2 separate regions of the Anas platyrhynchos genome follow, and region 1 is linked to region 2. The links are chromatin contacts, called in public Hi-C maps. All regions are on one chromosome and are shown on one strand. The core of a region is the stretch at or near the end of the contact, and the rest is flanking DNA. Distances in the headings are between cores, read along the strand shown. Region 1 overlaps LDLRAD3 (low density lipoprotein receptor class A domain containing 3). Region 2 holds the start of FJX1 (four-jointed box kinase 1).

What was found. A called contact is a pair of places that touch in the nucleus more often than the background predicts.
Region 1: a contact with region 2 is called in a Hi-C map of liver, with 3 times the contacts expected there. The contact joins the enhancer-like site here to the promoter of FJX1 in region 2. A contact is called at or near these places in 4 of 8 Hi-C or Micro-C datasets (liver, skeletal muscle and subcutaneous adipose tissue).

What each region holds. Positions count from the first base shown.
Region 1 is chr5:49,661,238-49,668,576 of IASCAAS_PekinDuck_T2T, reverse strand. The region is part of intron 9 of LDLRAD3 (low density lipoprotein receptor class A domain containing 3); the gene reads right to left. Among named protein-coding and RNA genes, the nearest start is that of PRR5L, 99 kb to the left of the region's middle. Within about 2 kb of position 4,791, at least 2 of the 8 cell types and tissues checked have an H3K27ac peak or open chromatin away from gene starts, as enhancers often do.
Region 2 is chr5:49,535,630-49,542,950 of IASCAAS_PekinDuck_T2T, reverse strand. FJX1 (four-jointed box kinase 1) reads right to left here and starts at 2,433. Exons shown (of 1, transcript XM_027458710.3): 1 at 1-2,433. The coding sequence starts at 2,271. The coding sequence ends at 1,099.

The sequences.
Region 1 (7,339 bases), core at 3,542-6,041, 120 kb before region 2:
CTTCAATACGACACACGTCACAACTAATTAGCTCACGCTATTATAAGCTGTTAGCTAGCAAGAGAGAATCTCAATCTATCAGAAACCACCCATGGAAACCCCTTGAAGCTAAAAGTGCACCTGGCTAGCAGCAAGAGACTGCAGCAGGTGAGATGATGGGGAGTCCAAGAAGGTGCCGAAGGCATGCACTGCTGGATCTTACTCCTAGGGATCCAAAGGTGTCTCTTGAAAGTATCTCTCCTCCTCTTTCTCTGAGGCATTACCCTTAGTTAACACCAAGCTTTAGCGATGCCTTATGAGTAGCTTTGTGGTGACCACTGATATATTAAACACCACCAAGTCAGTAGCCTTTACAGATGGGTAGGATTAAACCTACTCTAGACTCTTGGCCTGCTGCTGCATTTCTAGGAGATCTCGGCTGGTTTGGACAATCCCTAGAGCTTACTGATCTTAATTCCGAACTGGGCAGACATTTCTTATTAACAAAACGCTGCAGCTCATTCTCCAGTGCACTGAGCTCTGCTCGTTGAGCCTAAAGCCTGGAATTTAAAAGGATAGCAGCCAGAGTTACTTTGTGCCCTTTGTTCCTTTACATGAAAGCCATTCATCAGGCTGACTCTGCTGAGTGGCTAAACCCCAAGCAAAACAACTGCAGCTGTAATAATTGTAGGATGGTAATAAGCAGCCATTAAAGAGCTTATAGAGATCGCAGAACCCACTGTTCTCCACAAGACCTTTTCTCTCCATCTTTTAAAGCGGCTAGTAGATCTGCTAACTTATTCTTAGCACTGTGGATGTCATGAATGTGACTGCTCTCACAGCAAAGCATAAGGAGAGGTGAGGACAAACACATAAATCCAGACTGTCACCAGAAAGATTTGGGTCAAGAGCAATGACCCTTTATTAGTAAATTCAATCCATCTTGCCATTTTAATTTTGAGACTTACACAGGGAAAAACACAAGTACATAATGTGCCTTAATGTAATTCCAGTGTGTAATCTTCCTACAGAAGAGATTTGAAGCATGCTCCTAATCTCAAGGGTAAACCCCATGAAACTTTTTTTTTTTTTTTTTTAAAGCAGTGAGAAGCACAAATCATCTAAAGGGCCTCTTCTGAAACCTACCCTGCATCAGCAAGAGGGCAGGACAAAGAGTTTGACCATGCCAACCTGAGGTTTCCACGCACATGACGTGTTTTATGCTGGTACAGTTCTCTCTCAGTCCTCCTCCTTCCTACCGCTGCCTGCGCTGGGCTTGCACAACCACAGAGCACCTTCATCAGTTATGACTTCAGTTTCAGCAGGCTTTTTGAAGAGGAAAAAAACCTTCCATCCCTCTGACATCATTTAGCTTTTAACACCCACAGTTCTTCATAAACTACCTCTTGTTGAAGCTGAATGTAATTAAGTCAGTCAACATACATCTGAAGTGCCGGTCTGAAGACGAAAACTGCACAAACCTGCCTTTGTTCTGCAAGATTTTCGGTTTTCCAACTGAAAAGGTTTCAGAGCACAGGAAAAGATCCAGCACATAATCTAGGAAACTCGGGCTGTTAATTGCAGAGTGTGGGTTTCCTTTAGCATTCTTACAAAAAGACTTTTTCTGTCTTATCCACAACTGTGTGTAATTGTTTGTTATGAACACTTCCCTGCAGAGACTCCATTCCTGGACACGCTGAGCAGTGAAACCCGTTGGAAGCGAACACCAGAGGGAGCAGTAAACATTTGTCTGGTAGGTGGGTTTTAAATTGGAGTTGCAACAAAAACGCATGGGAAACCTTTGGGAAACTAAAAAACAGTTACTGGTGCCTGTATTTCCAAATTGCACTGTTCTGCTAACCCAGCCTAACTCCCCACCAATGCAAGGTCAGTGAAGAACAAGAGTGCAGACAGAAACAGGTACGAATGATGCAAGCGTCGTTGTGCCGCCCCCTCACTCCACTCCTGACAACACCAAAAGATTCATTAAGTCTTCTGAGACTGTAAGACATTTATATAAAATGTTGTGTGCGTTTAGATAGATTACATGGAACTGAAAATATACCCAATATAGAGAAGATAGACGGAGTGGAGTGTGAAAATATACTGTGTTTATATATAAACACACAACTCAAACTCTACAGGGATAAAGCAAGAACACGGTTAAGAGACATACAAGAGAAGAAGAAATAAAGGATTGATATGCCAGCACCCCAGCAATGAACAAGTAACTACAGTGCTACCTCGAGTATTATTCTGCCAAAGATTTAAAAATGCTTGCAAGGGCAATGGAAGTATGGCTACGATCACAAAAACACAAATAGGTCAAGAAAACACTCCTGCTACACACTGCTCAAAGAAGTTCCCCCAGAAAACACTTCTTTTTTAAGGAAGAAGAAGAATGTGTCTGAAGACGAATGTGCTTTGCAATCAGGTGAGACAAGGCAGACCCTCAGCAGAAGCTTGCTTGGCAGGTGGCCTCAACACCTGCCTGGGGAACGCTAGTTAACATTCCCCATTTCCATGAAGCACTTCAGTTAATGAAGACACTCTCCCCCACAGAGAAGACCTGCATGTAAAGACTCTCAACTGTCTGAAGGACAACCAGAGTAAGACCTGCTGCTGCTGAACTGCTGGCAACAAACTGAGCCTTTTCCTCCTGCAGTCCCAGGCGTTCCTGCATGGGCCAGCTCCCAGCAGCCTGCACAGGTCAGGCTGTTGGCAGCAGTCTCACAAGCACCAGTGATGCCCTAGTGCTCAGCCATCTCTCAGAACAAAGCCTTTATGGTTGATTCAAGTAACAGTGGCAACTGGAAACAGAAAGGCATGAGATATGTAAGTTCCTAATACAAGAAACCCCTGCCCCGAGGCTGTCCTTGTGTGAGACCTTTTTAGCCCCCTACCCACAGCCTTCAGCCCTCGGACTAAGACAGCTGGTCACTGCATTCACTGTGCACCACGACTTGCTTGCAGCTGAATGCACCGACGTGGCTTGTAAGAAATGGCTTTTGGAAGACTGATGAAGGAAAATCTAGACTTCTGGGTGTTTGGTACCTCTCATTCTGGCTGCTGTCATGCCAGGCACTTAGCACGGATGATGTGCCATGCTCTGAATCTGCACCATCTGCTGCTCGTTAGCTGACAAAGGCAGCAACATGCCATCTCTCCACTAGCTGTTGCTCATTAGCTGACAAAAGCCGTTTTCAGTGATTGCATTGTTATTTCTGTAATAGTCTAATACAAAGGAGTACAAAAGAGCAAAGAAAGGAGGAAACAAAGATGACAGAGTACATTAGGAGCTGAACTAAGAACAGTATTGTACTCCCCAGTCTCCCAGAGAAAACCCTCCCAGCAGTGGGATGGAGGCCTTGTCCCGCAGGAACATCGGACAGCATTACAGATAATCTGTTCACCTCAAAATGCTTCCAAACGTCCAAAAATATTTCTAGGCTCTTCCTCTTCAGATTCTCTCACGTGTGATTCTGGATCTTCTAGACCCACGCCAGCGCACGCTCCAGGTGTACGCATGCCTGGGATACAGCCGGAGCAGGATCCAGGAGCTGTGCAGTCAACAACTGCACGCTCCCCAGGGAAGTCCTGTTGGTAAAGGCTCTGCTCCTGTCCAGAGGAGCCTCAGCCACCATTACAGATCACGTACACAGCTACAGAGCACCAGCAGCAGCAACTACAAGCCCACCAGCATTCAGAGGAGAACTGCACGAGCAGTACGCGAGGTCGCAGGCCAGCCAACAATCCAACGGGTGAGAAGTGGCAGAGCTGGGGAATGACTTACAAAAAGGTTCTCCAGTCTGGGAGATGCTCTGAAGGAAGTTATTTGCACTGCTGAGAACAAGAAATACTCCAGAACATTTACACTGACATGGTCAGTTGCTTTCCAAGCCCAGTTAGTGGCTTGGAGGAACAGCCAAAGAGATGCTCTGCTTCAAGGAGAGGCATTTCTCATTTACAACAAGTCCCCATCTTGGCTTCTTCCCTCCCTCTTATGCCTTTTCTCAACCCTCCTGCCTGGATAAAACTGGATTAAGCTTTTCTGCTGCCAAGTCACCATGGCATAAGGAAGAGTAAAGATATTCAGCATGCCAAACAGTGTACAGACAGCTGGCATAGGAAGTGTTAAACTGAGCACAGGTCAGGGCAGAGAGGAAGCCAGGAACATGACAGATGGTACGGGTTCTGGCGAAGGCAGAAGATGAAGAAAAAACCCACAAGCAAAGTGACGTGGTTCACAGAGAAGGTCCTCTACGCAGCAGACAGAAAAAACACAAGTGGAACAGAGGGAAGGGCAGCCACGAGTGGACCAAGCGCTGATAACCCTGCTTTTGCAGAACTCCTCCACACCCAGACCAGCATTTTTCACACCAGGGCTGCAGAAAACAAAAAGCAGAACCGCAGAGTTGTAAGTTTTCATCTCCAAAGGGTAACAAACGGAACGAAATGGCACAGTAATGGAACTCATCAGATGGTGCTGGGCACCCGTGTTCAACCATAAGGCAACCCAAAAGGGAGGGAAGGACGTTGCACTTGGCGGCACACGTGTGAAACTGCCTCCGTGGGCACGCCACAACACAGCTCGCTTCAGAGATATCAGCCTGCAGGACTGTCTGAATCCAGCAAGCAAGCTCTTATTCACACACAAACACTTTAAAGCAGGGTTAAAGCCTTTAAATGTGAAGCAGTTAGTCGATGAGGAATCACAGACAAAGCAGCTTAAAGCACGGCTCAGGGTAGTAACACACTGGGAACTCAGCCATCTCGTGCTGCTAATGCAACTCCTACGGCTTTGTCTCCACTATCAACAGCTCGGCTGATGCAAAGCAACATCTCAGCGGAAAACAAAGGGCTCTGCTTCTGCCGCAAGGTACGCGGTAGTAAGCAGAGCCCTATCCTGGTAGGAGGAAGGTAACAAAGCCTAGCCTAAAACAATTAAAATGAAATAAAGCTGTTCTACCTACACACAAACACACGCGTCCCTCAAGCCTTGCGATCCCAGAACGGCACTTTCAGGCACGGCTGCCCTCTCCTAAGCAACTTGGCACTGCTAACCACTGCTGCTGGTGCAGCGACACAGCCAGACGTGACACACACACATCTTGAGTGCCAACCTCCTCAATTTCCCACTGCTGTTTCTGCAGCCCAGAGGATCAGTTCTTAGGCTCCTACACCCTCTCTCTCCTCAATGCTACGGACCTGCACATTAACCACACTGCTTATCTTTAGAAGTTGCTTGCTTCAGCTTCAATCACTGTGAAGTGATCATATATTATAGAAAGAAAAAAATCTTAGTAGGGATATACAAACTCTGGAGCAGGATTCCAGTGAGGCTGTGGACTCTCCATCCTTGGAGATGCTCAGCCCTTGAGCAGACAAGGCTCTGAGCGACTCTGATCGACTCTGATCCATCCATACTAGTCCTGCTTTGAGAAGGCAGCTGGACCAAAAGACCTCCAGAATCCTTTCCAGCCTCAATTCATCCATGAGCCTCTCTTTACAGGTTGGCAAAAGCTGGAGAGGGGGAGAAGAGACAAGTTTCATCCACCACCCTTCCCAAACAAAATGCCTTTCAGTGCTTAGCTCTGACCTAGAAAATCTCTACCATCACTTTTGGGTTGTTGCAGCTGATGCAAATTTTCATCACCATGTAAGAGACTGGTTGGTGACAGCTATAGGAGTATCTCAGAAGAGCTGGCCCATTTTCAAAATTCATCATAAAAGCCACACAAACTTTTTTTGTGGCACCCACTATACCCACTTATACAAGAGACTGAATTGGCCCTCTTAGGCTATTAGGAAGTCTAGAGGTCTAGGTGTTTAGTGGGATTCAAAATGGGCTATTTCCCGGGTTAGAAGGATCATCCATCCTTGAGACAGAAAACCAGCCTCCTGAACTCAGACATAAGCCAACAACTAGCACCACGAAGCCTTTCCAGCCTCCTCCATAACTACGTAATTCTGCCTCCCAGGGACAGCTCTTGCCCCTTTGCCACACCTGCCAACGAAGGGGACCCTGGTGACGAGATCATTTCTCTTGTGAACCTTGTGGTCACTGACATGGTCCTAAACAGGAAAGCAAACACACACACCCCATGCCTCTGGGGAGGCACTCGGTGTAGCACCCCACAAACAGGGGCTGTTAAAAGCTGCCTGGTACAACAGAGAGGAAGGAGATGCAAAACAGGCAGCTTGAAGCTCTCTGGATGCATTACAGAGCCTTGTTTGCATGAATATTAATTTCTTGCTTGGAGATTCAAATGAGCAGTATTTCCATTCTGTTTTGGCTTATCTGACCTGTTAACAGCAAGCCAGCACAGGATATGAATCCCTTGCTCTCCGTTGTCTCTTTTCCATGCTAATTTTACATTTATGAAGGTGATCAGTTAGAGCAGATAGATGTATGTGAAGAAGAAAGAGCAGCCTAATTACCTCCATTAACTTGGGCATGATCAAAAGGATGCTCGTCCTGAAAACTGTTAGCCAATCGAGTGGGCTGATGGTCTTTAAATGAAAAACCCAAAGAAGAAAAATTCCGCAGAAATTCATAGTTGCAACATAACCTAGATCAGTAAGGCTTATTTGAGTCTGTCATGACAAGAATAACTTGTAAGAACTGTCATTTTGCAGCTATTTATATTTTATTGTCAGTTATTATGTTCATTATTGCCTGCAATTCACTAGACCCAACTGATTTTGGTAAGAAGGCTTCCGAACAGCGAGTCATGAGGAGTATTTTCCCATTACTGATTCATGAGCAAACGTCCAGCCCAGTCTTCATTAAGAAAATCTTCCTTAAGATTACTGTAAATTTTTATTATGATTTTCTAGTCTAACAAAGAGAAGTGAAATTCCTGCAAGGCAGAGGATGACAATATTCTTAGGAGAGAGACAGAAACCTCTGGGTTTGCATCCTATGAATACAGAGAAGTGCCTTCATTCAGCTCGTTTTAAGCAGCACACCAAAAGCCATGCCAGCAGCATATTCAACAGCTAGGTAATAAGGAGCCTGCGAGTCACGCAGCTGCTGTCATCAGGAACATCTGACCGAAAGGTGCACGTTGAACTCTGGACATTTTTTATTCTTGTCAAAGCTCCCCCTAATAACAATTCTGCTAGGGTTTAAAAAGATAGGCACAACTGATCAATCCTTACAACAACAATAAATTAACCTGTCTTCAATGTTGCAACACAGGTCTGATGCTTTAGAAAGACTACAAAGGATCAGATATTTTATACAGATACTTTTAATGCCTTAGAAGCAGAAAAAAGCACAGTGGTTTAAAGCAGGACTATGTATGTGGATTTCCACAGCATGGTTATTAAAGACTCCTTATTTTGAAAGGGATGG
Region 2 (7,321 bases), core at 1,184-3,683:
GCTGTGTTTTGAGCCGAACAATTGCCTCTTCTGTGGATTCCGGCACATAAGGAAAACGCAACAAGAGATGCAGATGCTTTGTTTTGTCCACCCGCTTGTGCCACTTTGCTGTACCTTGAACAAAACTTTTGTAGAAAAAAAAAAAATCCCACACACCTCTTTTAGGAAGACTGAAGAGCTCTCCTGTTCTTCACTTTGGCCTCAGCCCCAGTTGCAAAGATAGACAAAATGGAAACAGAGGGCGGAGAACCAGTGCAAATGCCTCCCAAAAACACCTGGCAGCTCCGGGGAAGCTTTGGGTACCTGCTGTCAGTCCGGTGACACTTGAAGCAAGCCATGGTATGAGGCTGGGACACAGCCTGGGCACCCTAAGGGGCTGCCAGCCCCTAAGCCCACACCACCTACATCAGTTTTCTGAAACCAGCCGGTGCTAGTAAAAGCAGATCTTTTCAGGCTTGGAAAAAAAAACACAACCAGCAACCAAACCCCACGAACAAAAACCACCAGGCATGTCTGTTTAGCTGAAGCTCGGTGCAGGAAGCAGCTGGGAGGCAGCGGGCCGTGTCACTCAGCGGGGCCGGCGGAGGTGCGCGCTTCCCTTTCCAGGCTCGGGCACACAGTTGGGACAAAGGAGGCGAAACATCGGGCACGCTTTACCGAATCATCAGTTTCTTTAGTATGTTACAGAAAGGCTTATGAACATTTATAATGTACATAAAAGGCAGACTTTGTAAAATAAAAAGGTCCCTTTTTTTTTTTTTTTTTTTATAAAAAATTAAAAAGTCAAAGTAAAGTGCATGGGACAGTTTCGTTCTCCGCTTTCACTATCACATCCAAGTCTTGGCACACAGCGATGTGTCTGGAGCCTGGGAGAGCCTCTTCCGTCCCCCACGGTCACGTTACGGGTCAAATCAAAGGATGGCGACGATCACGAACACACACCGGGGATCCGAGCAGTCGAACCAGGAGCGCCCACGACACAGACTAACAGCTACCGGGACGGGGGCTTTCTACACGCTTCCTTCTCGGCGGCCACATCCAGCAACCACCCCGGGGGGGTCCCCAGGGCACCCGGCTTCGGGCACCCGGCTTGGGGGGTCAGAGCGCGGCGGCCTGTGCGCGGCAGTGGGCGATGTGGCGGTGCACGAAGTCGACGCGGGCCTGCAGCAGCTCGGCCTGGCGCTCCGAGAGGAAGCCCAGGTGGGCCCAGAGGGGCTCTCGGGCGCGGTACCGGCGGCGCAGCTCGGCGGCAGCGCTGCGGCGGCGGTGCAGCTCGGCCACCCGCTTGGCCGTGCCCTCGCGGAAGACGCAGACGGAGCGCAGCAGCGGCTCGTGGTAGGGGTCCCAGACGGCGAGCAGGCGGTAGCCGTGCACCAGCCCGGCCTCGTTGTCCATGAAGACCAGCCCGCCGTCGGGCCCGCGCAGCAGGTTGCTGGTGGCGCGCCGCATGACGCGCGGGTCCCACTGCAGGCTGAAGAGGTTGCTGGCCAGCCGGTCGAAGTTGGCCGTCAGGTAGTCGAAGAGGATCAGGTCGCTCCACTGCACCAGCTCCACCAGCTGCGCGGCGGGCAGCCCGCCCAGCTCCGCCGCCGACAGCGCCCGCGGCCGCCGCCCGCCGCCCGCCTCGCTGCCCCAGGGCGCGGGGGCCACCACGGCCGTCAGGTTGTCCACCCAGCGGGTCAGGCTGACCACCGCGCCCTCGGCCCACAGCGAGCCGCGCAGCTCCTCCCGCACCGGCTCCCACTGCCGCCCGCGGGGCTCCACCAGCGCCAGCGCCATGGGCGGCAGGCGCTGCTGCATGCCCAGCACGCCGGCCAGGTGGTAGGACAGCGCCTCGCCCTGGATCTGCTCCGGGCTCACCCCGTAGCGCACGCAGGCCCGGCTCCCGTCCGACAGCCTGGCCAGCCGGTTGGAGCTGCGCCCGCAGCCGCCGCGCTCCAGCGACGACACCCGGGCAGCTCGGGCGGCCGCCGGCCACGCCGCCGCCTCCTCGGCCGCGAAGCCCCGCGGCACCCGCGCCTCCAGCTCCCGGCTCCAGAAGATGCCCCGCCGCACCGGCGCCGCCCGCCCGGCCGCCTCCTGCCGCTCCTCCCGCTCCTGCTCCTGCTCCTGCTGCTCCCGGCCCACGGCCAGCAGCGCCCGGAAAGTTTTCTGCCCGCCGCGCCGGGGCTCGCCCCGCTGCGGGCCGGGCTGCGGGGGGGGCAGCGCGCAGAGCCCCAGCAGCGCGCCCAGCGCCAGCAGCCCCAGCGCCGCGCGGCCGCCCCGCTCCATGCCGCCCGCCGCCGCCTCACGCCGGGCCGGGCCGGCGCTGCCCCATGGCGGCGGGGAGCGGAGCCCGGAGCCGCGAGCCCGGCTCCAGCCCCGGTGCCGGTCCTGGCTCCAGCCCCGGCCCGGCGGCAGCCCCGCGCCCTGTGCGCCCAGCCCCGGCTGCGGGGGGCCCCGCGCCGCCCCCGGCACCGCCCCTAAAAGCGGCGACGCGGAGCTGGGGCCGGGCCGGGCCCCCCCCGACCGCCCCCGTGAGGCGCCAGCGCCCCCCGCAGGGCCCGGGGCCCCGCTGCAGCCGCCGCCGAGCACCGAGAGCAACAGGAGGGGCTCAGCCCTCGGCCTGCTGCTGTCCAGGGGGAAGAGCTGGGGCTGAAAAAGCCTCCAGCACGGATGAAGGGCGGCCAGGGAAGCAGCCTGGTTCTCCCGGGGAAGGGTGGGACTCCTGGAATAAGCCCTGCTGGCAAGCACACGGTGTGAGAGATGCTGTGTGCTCGGTGCCGCTGTACGCTACACGAGCATCCCTCTCCACACAAGCAGCCCTCGTGGTGAGGCGTCCCAGCGGCTGAAGGGCAGGGTTGGCTTATTTCCTTGGGAGGCAGGGCTGGAGAAGGCATCGCAGAGCAGGGAGGTGAGCATTAGGGACCTGGCCCTTCAGGTGCGGGGCAGTTTCTGGAAGTGTTTTACAAATGTGTCTCAGCCCGCAGCAGGGAGCTCTTCTATGGCTTAGGCTCCGCTTCTGGTTTCTCAGAAAAGCTCCCTGGCAGATGGGGCTCCTGAGGTCTTTTCTTGCAATCTGAAGCACCATGTAGGACACGAAGCCGAGCAATTTCCGCATACAGCACAGATCCTATCTCCCCGGTACGCTGCCTCTCCCTGTTCTTAATATCTGTGACTCTGCCTTTAATATCAAGGCAATAAATGAGGAAGTGCTTGAGTTCTTGAGCCCGGCTCTTGTAAGCATTCACAAGACTTGTCAGGTGCCTGCCAATGCTCAGCCAGGCAGGGGATTTGTTTTCAGCCCTGCTAAAGGTGAGCTGCCAAGATGGGAGGTGGTGGGTGATGCCCTCAGCCCCAGGGTGCCCAGGAGCAGGCTCTCGTGACAGAATTGGACCAAAACACTCTGCCAGCAGCACCCCTTGCGCCAGCCCAGCCCCAACAGAGGCAGATGGCTCAGCCGGGAGGATTTTCCACGTGAGCATTCAACATCAGGCTATGGCCTCACTGCTGGTGGCGTGGGGGACACCCTCAGCAGGTCCGGCCCAGCCAAACCGTGCCGTGGTGAGCGGCTGACCACAGCCTGCAGTCCCTTCTGGGGACAGGCGTCTGTATCCATCGCACAAAGCACATTTTTTCCAGGCCAGGAAGTAAAGAGGCTCAAGGAATGCTTTCAAGTGAAATTGCTGAGGCAATTCAGGGAGATGAAAGGTAATCGCCGTGTGAGAGGATAAATAATGCATCGGGTGCATGCCCCTGCTTTCTGATGGGGCATCCTGAGGGGTCAGGTCCCGTCGCCAGCAATTTTCATGCCGTATGCACTGATAGCAAATCTCCTCTCCTCCTGGCTGCCAAAACATATGAGCGGAGAACACTGCTCAGTGCTGCTGCCACATCTAGCCCAGGCACCTGCCCTGATGTAGTGTAACAGAAGAGAGAGGGGAAACCCAGTGTCTTTTTGGAAGAGAAACGCCAACCATGCTGACCACAGACCTCCTGAGCCACCCTGCAGACCCATTAAAAATACGCATCGTTAGATAGATACTGCCTTTAAGGAGAGAATCTGTCATCTCACTGCAAACAGTGCCCCCTTCCCCTCGATGCCCCCTGCAGGCACTGGGTAGCCCCGGGATGGGCCCAGCTGAAGGCTGGGATGGACCAGACTTGCCTGGAGAAACGGGGCCAGCCTAAAGGCAGAGTTGCTATTGCTAGAGGAAGTTAAAAAATGCTCATAAAATGTTAAAAAATGCAAAACTACACCCAGGACACATCTTAAACTTTTCAGCATGTCCTAAAAAGGCGCAGCTTTTGCAGGGCCGGTGAAAGCGCTCTAATTAGCCATGAGGTAACAACCCCAGCTGCACCAGCATAAGGCCAGCGGTGCGGCTCCCTCCAAGCAGCGCAGGGAACAGGGCTGGCTTAAATAGCAAGATGTTTTCCAGGCCCCTGATAACCTCTCTCACCACGCTGCCTGCAGGGGCAGCAGGAGCCCCTCCAAGGACGGAGGAGCCCCTCTGGCTGCCAGGAGCACAGGGGAAGGCACAGAAGAAAGTGATGTATGGATTCCCTGGACCTTCGCTTTAATTCCCCCGGCCTTTCCCCTCCAAGCAGGGACCCTCTGTCCCCATGCGAGGCCGGGAGGTGGGCAGCAGGGAGTGGGGTACCTGTCTCCCCAGGTATGGGCCCATCTCTGGTGCCGGTGCGCTCCTCTCCTCCCTGTGGGGGCCCTTCCTGCCCCTCATTCTCCAGCGTTTTTTGTCCAGTTTCGAGTGACTCGGGTGATGGGATTTCCACCTTGCAGACGTCTCCGCTGGCAGCCCTGCTTGCGGCTGCGATTCCTATTGTAATACTTTTCTACGCATTCCAGCTGTTAAGTTATTGACCGGTGCTCTCAGTCTTTGCTGCAGAAAATAAACAGGGTCTGCCGTGGCCACCCTAGATTGAGACTCACTGCATTTATCAGCTTGGCTCTCATAGCCACAGGGATCTCTGTGTGGTCAGTCCTGCAGTGGAGACATCTCTGTATGGAGCCCTCCTGCTGGGGGGTGAGAGGCAGAAAAAAGAAGCCCCCCACACCTGAGCCTCGAAGCTGTCCCCGTTTCGAAGGCCCCAGCTCATGATTCCTCTGTGACCGGGGCTGGTGACATTGAGAAGTTTCCCTGCTGTGCACTCTACATCTTAATGTGACCCATTTAAATTTCTAAGCCTTATTAAACACGGCATTAACATTCAATAAATGTCTCATTGATTACGTATTTACTTATCTGGTATTTAACTAGCATTCTCTTAAGGACTGAATAAAGAGAAGGACGGAAGAGAGCTGCTGCGTGGGATTTAAATGGCAGTGGGCAAGTACCCTTCAGAGGTTAAGGACTGCAGGCAGGAGCCAACTCTACCCAATATCTAAGCGCCATTTTTTATTCAATAGGCTTTATTAAAAATACAATAACACTTTTTTACATCCAAATGTGTCTCAGCTCCTCCAGGAGCCTCAGGCCGGCACAGGCTGAGGCATGAGCAGTGGACAAAGCACCTACCACGTGCGGCACAACGTGTGGCTTTCGTCAGGAGCAATGAAACAGAAAAGCACGGGAGCAAGTCTCTTACTCAGGTTTTCTTGCACCCAGCAGTTTGCCAGACAGGTGGTGCCAGGGCTGGTTTCTACGGCTGGCCCTGCTGCGTTTCCCTGCCACACGAGGGGAGCCACGCAGCGTGCCCGTGCTGCGGTTTTTGCCCTTGCAGAACGGGGTGCTGTAACCGTAACTTATCTGGTGACATCTAAAGCAGCCTCCGGGTTCTTCTGGACAGCTGGGAGCAGCTGGGGGGCTCTTGAGGAAGTCAGCACAGCAGAGCTGTGTTATTTCTGTTGTCACTATTCCCTGACATCGCAGTTAACTCCTGATTTGTGTTGCCTTCTCACTGACACCAAATTAAAGAAAGGAAAAAAGCAGAAGGGTTTGGGGAATACATGAGCTTCCCCAGTTCCTCCATCCTCCATCCAGCCTTGGTTCATTCAGCCCTCATCTCCGCTCTGCTCCCTCCTGTTGCATCTGAGCTCCCCCAACCTGTGGGTGGAGAGGAAGGGCAGCACGGACCTTACAGAGAGCTCTTCTTCCTCTGGGAAACCGACCAACGCTTTTGTTTTGATTTATCCCAGTTTCCTTGCAAATGACTTTCTGCCTAGCTGTCAAACTTTCTGTAAACACTTTAGCGAGAGTCATGAAACAAATCCCCCAAAGAAGAGAAAAACAAACACGGTCATGAGTTACTGAAGTCAGCTCTCTCTTCCTCCTGCTCTTTGTTAGCCATCGCGGGAGCTGACTTTCCACTGAGTCACAAAACACAAAAAAACAGAGCAAGGAGATAACAGGAGACAGCACCAATGAGCAAAAGCATCATGGAGAAAATAACACGTGCTCATTTTTTCAAGCTTTGCAGTGGGTGTGAGCAGACCCTTCCTGGACTCAGGCTGTCCTAGGGCTGAGCAGAGAGCAGCCAGCAGACCAAGCCCCCTGTAGCACCATCCTCTCTCCAGGAGCCGCAGCTCTCCAGGTCCTCAGGAGACCCCATGAGGTCTTTGGGAGCTTCCCCTCTCCTGCTGCCAAAGCCGAGGAAGGTGCGATACTCGCTAGGTGGGAGGGTGATGTTTAGGCTGTGCGGAGACAGGCTCAGATGGGCTGTCTTGTGAATTCTGCTCAGGAAGCAAAATAATATTTAACGTGCAACACCCACCCTAGCGGCTTTATTATGTTCAAATGTCAAGGTCGAGTCTAAGAGTTTCTACTCCCAGTCAAATGCTGTGGAGTGGATGGAAGTGGTTAAAATGTCATTAATGTATAGCCAGGAATCACCAGTTAAATCCAAGCTGTTCCAAGATCTATTGCTTTTAGTAGAGCTCGATGGTCACAGTGCCAGCATAGAAGCAAAGAGCTCAGCTCCCTCACGACTGGCCCATGTCAGCCTCCTTCCCTCCCCAGATGAAATCAGGTCAAGGGTGCAAAGACAAATGAAACGTTTCATGCACATTGTGCCCCAGGAACAAGGAGGTGAGGTTTCTTTACATTGGGGCAGAACAAGGGCTGCGGGGTCGTGTGTGTGGTGTGTAGGGAAGTCCAAATCTCACAATCAAAGCCGGACCCCATGCTGGGAGCTCTGCAGGTCGGGATGTCAGCTCTGACACGGGACAGCGACTGCCTCCCGTGCACACACGGGGAGCCGGGAGCCACGGGGAGCCGGGAGCCAGCTGGGACATTTCCTGGAGCTCAGAGCCCCTGACACCCCCTCTTCTTGGACGGGGCCGGCCGTGCTGACAGGGGTGTAATTGGCAAAAGCATGACATCAC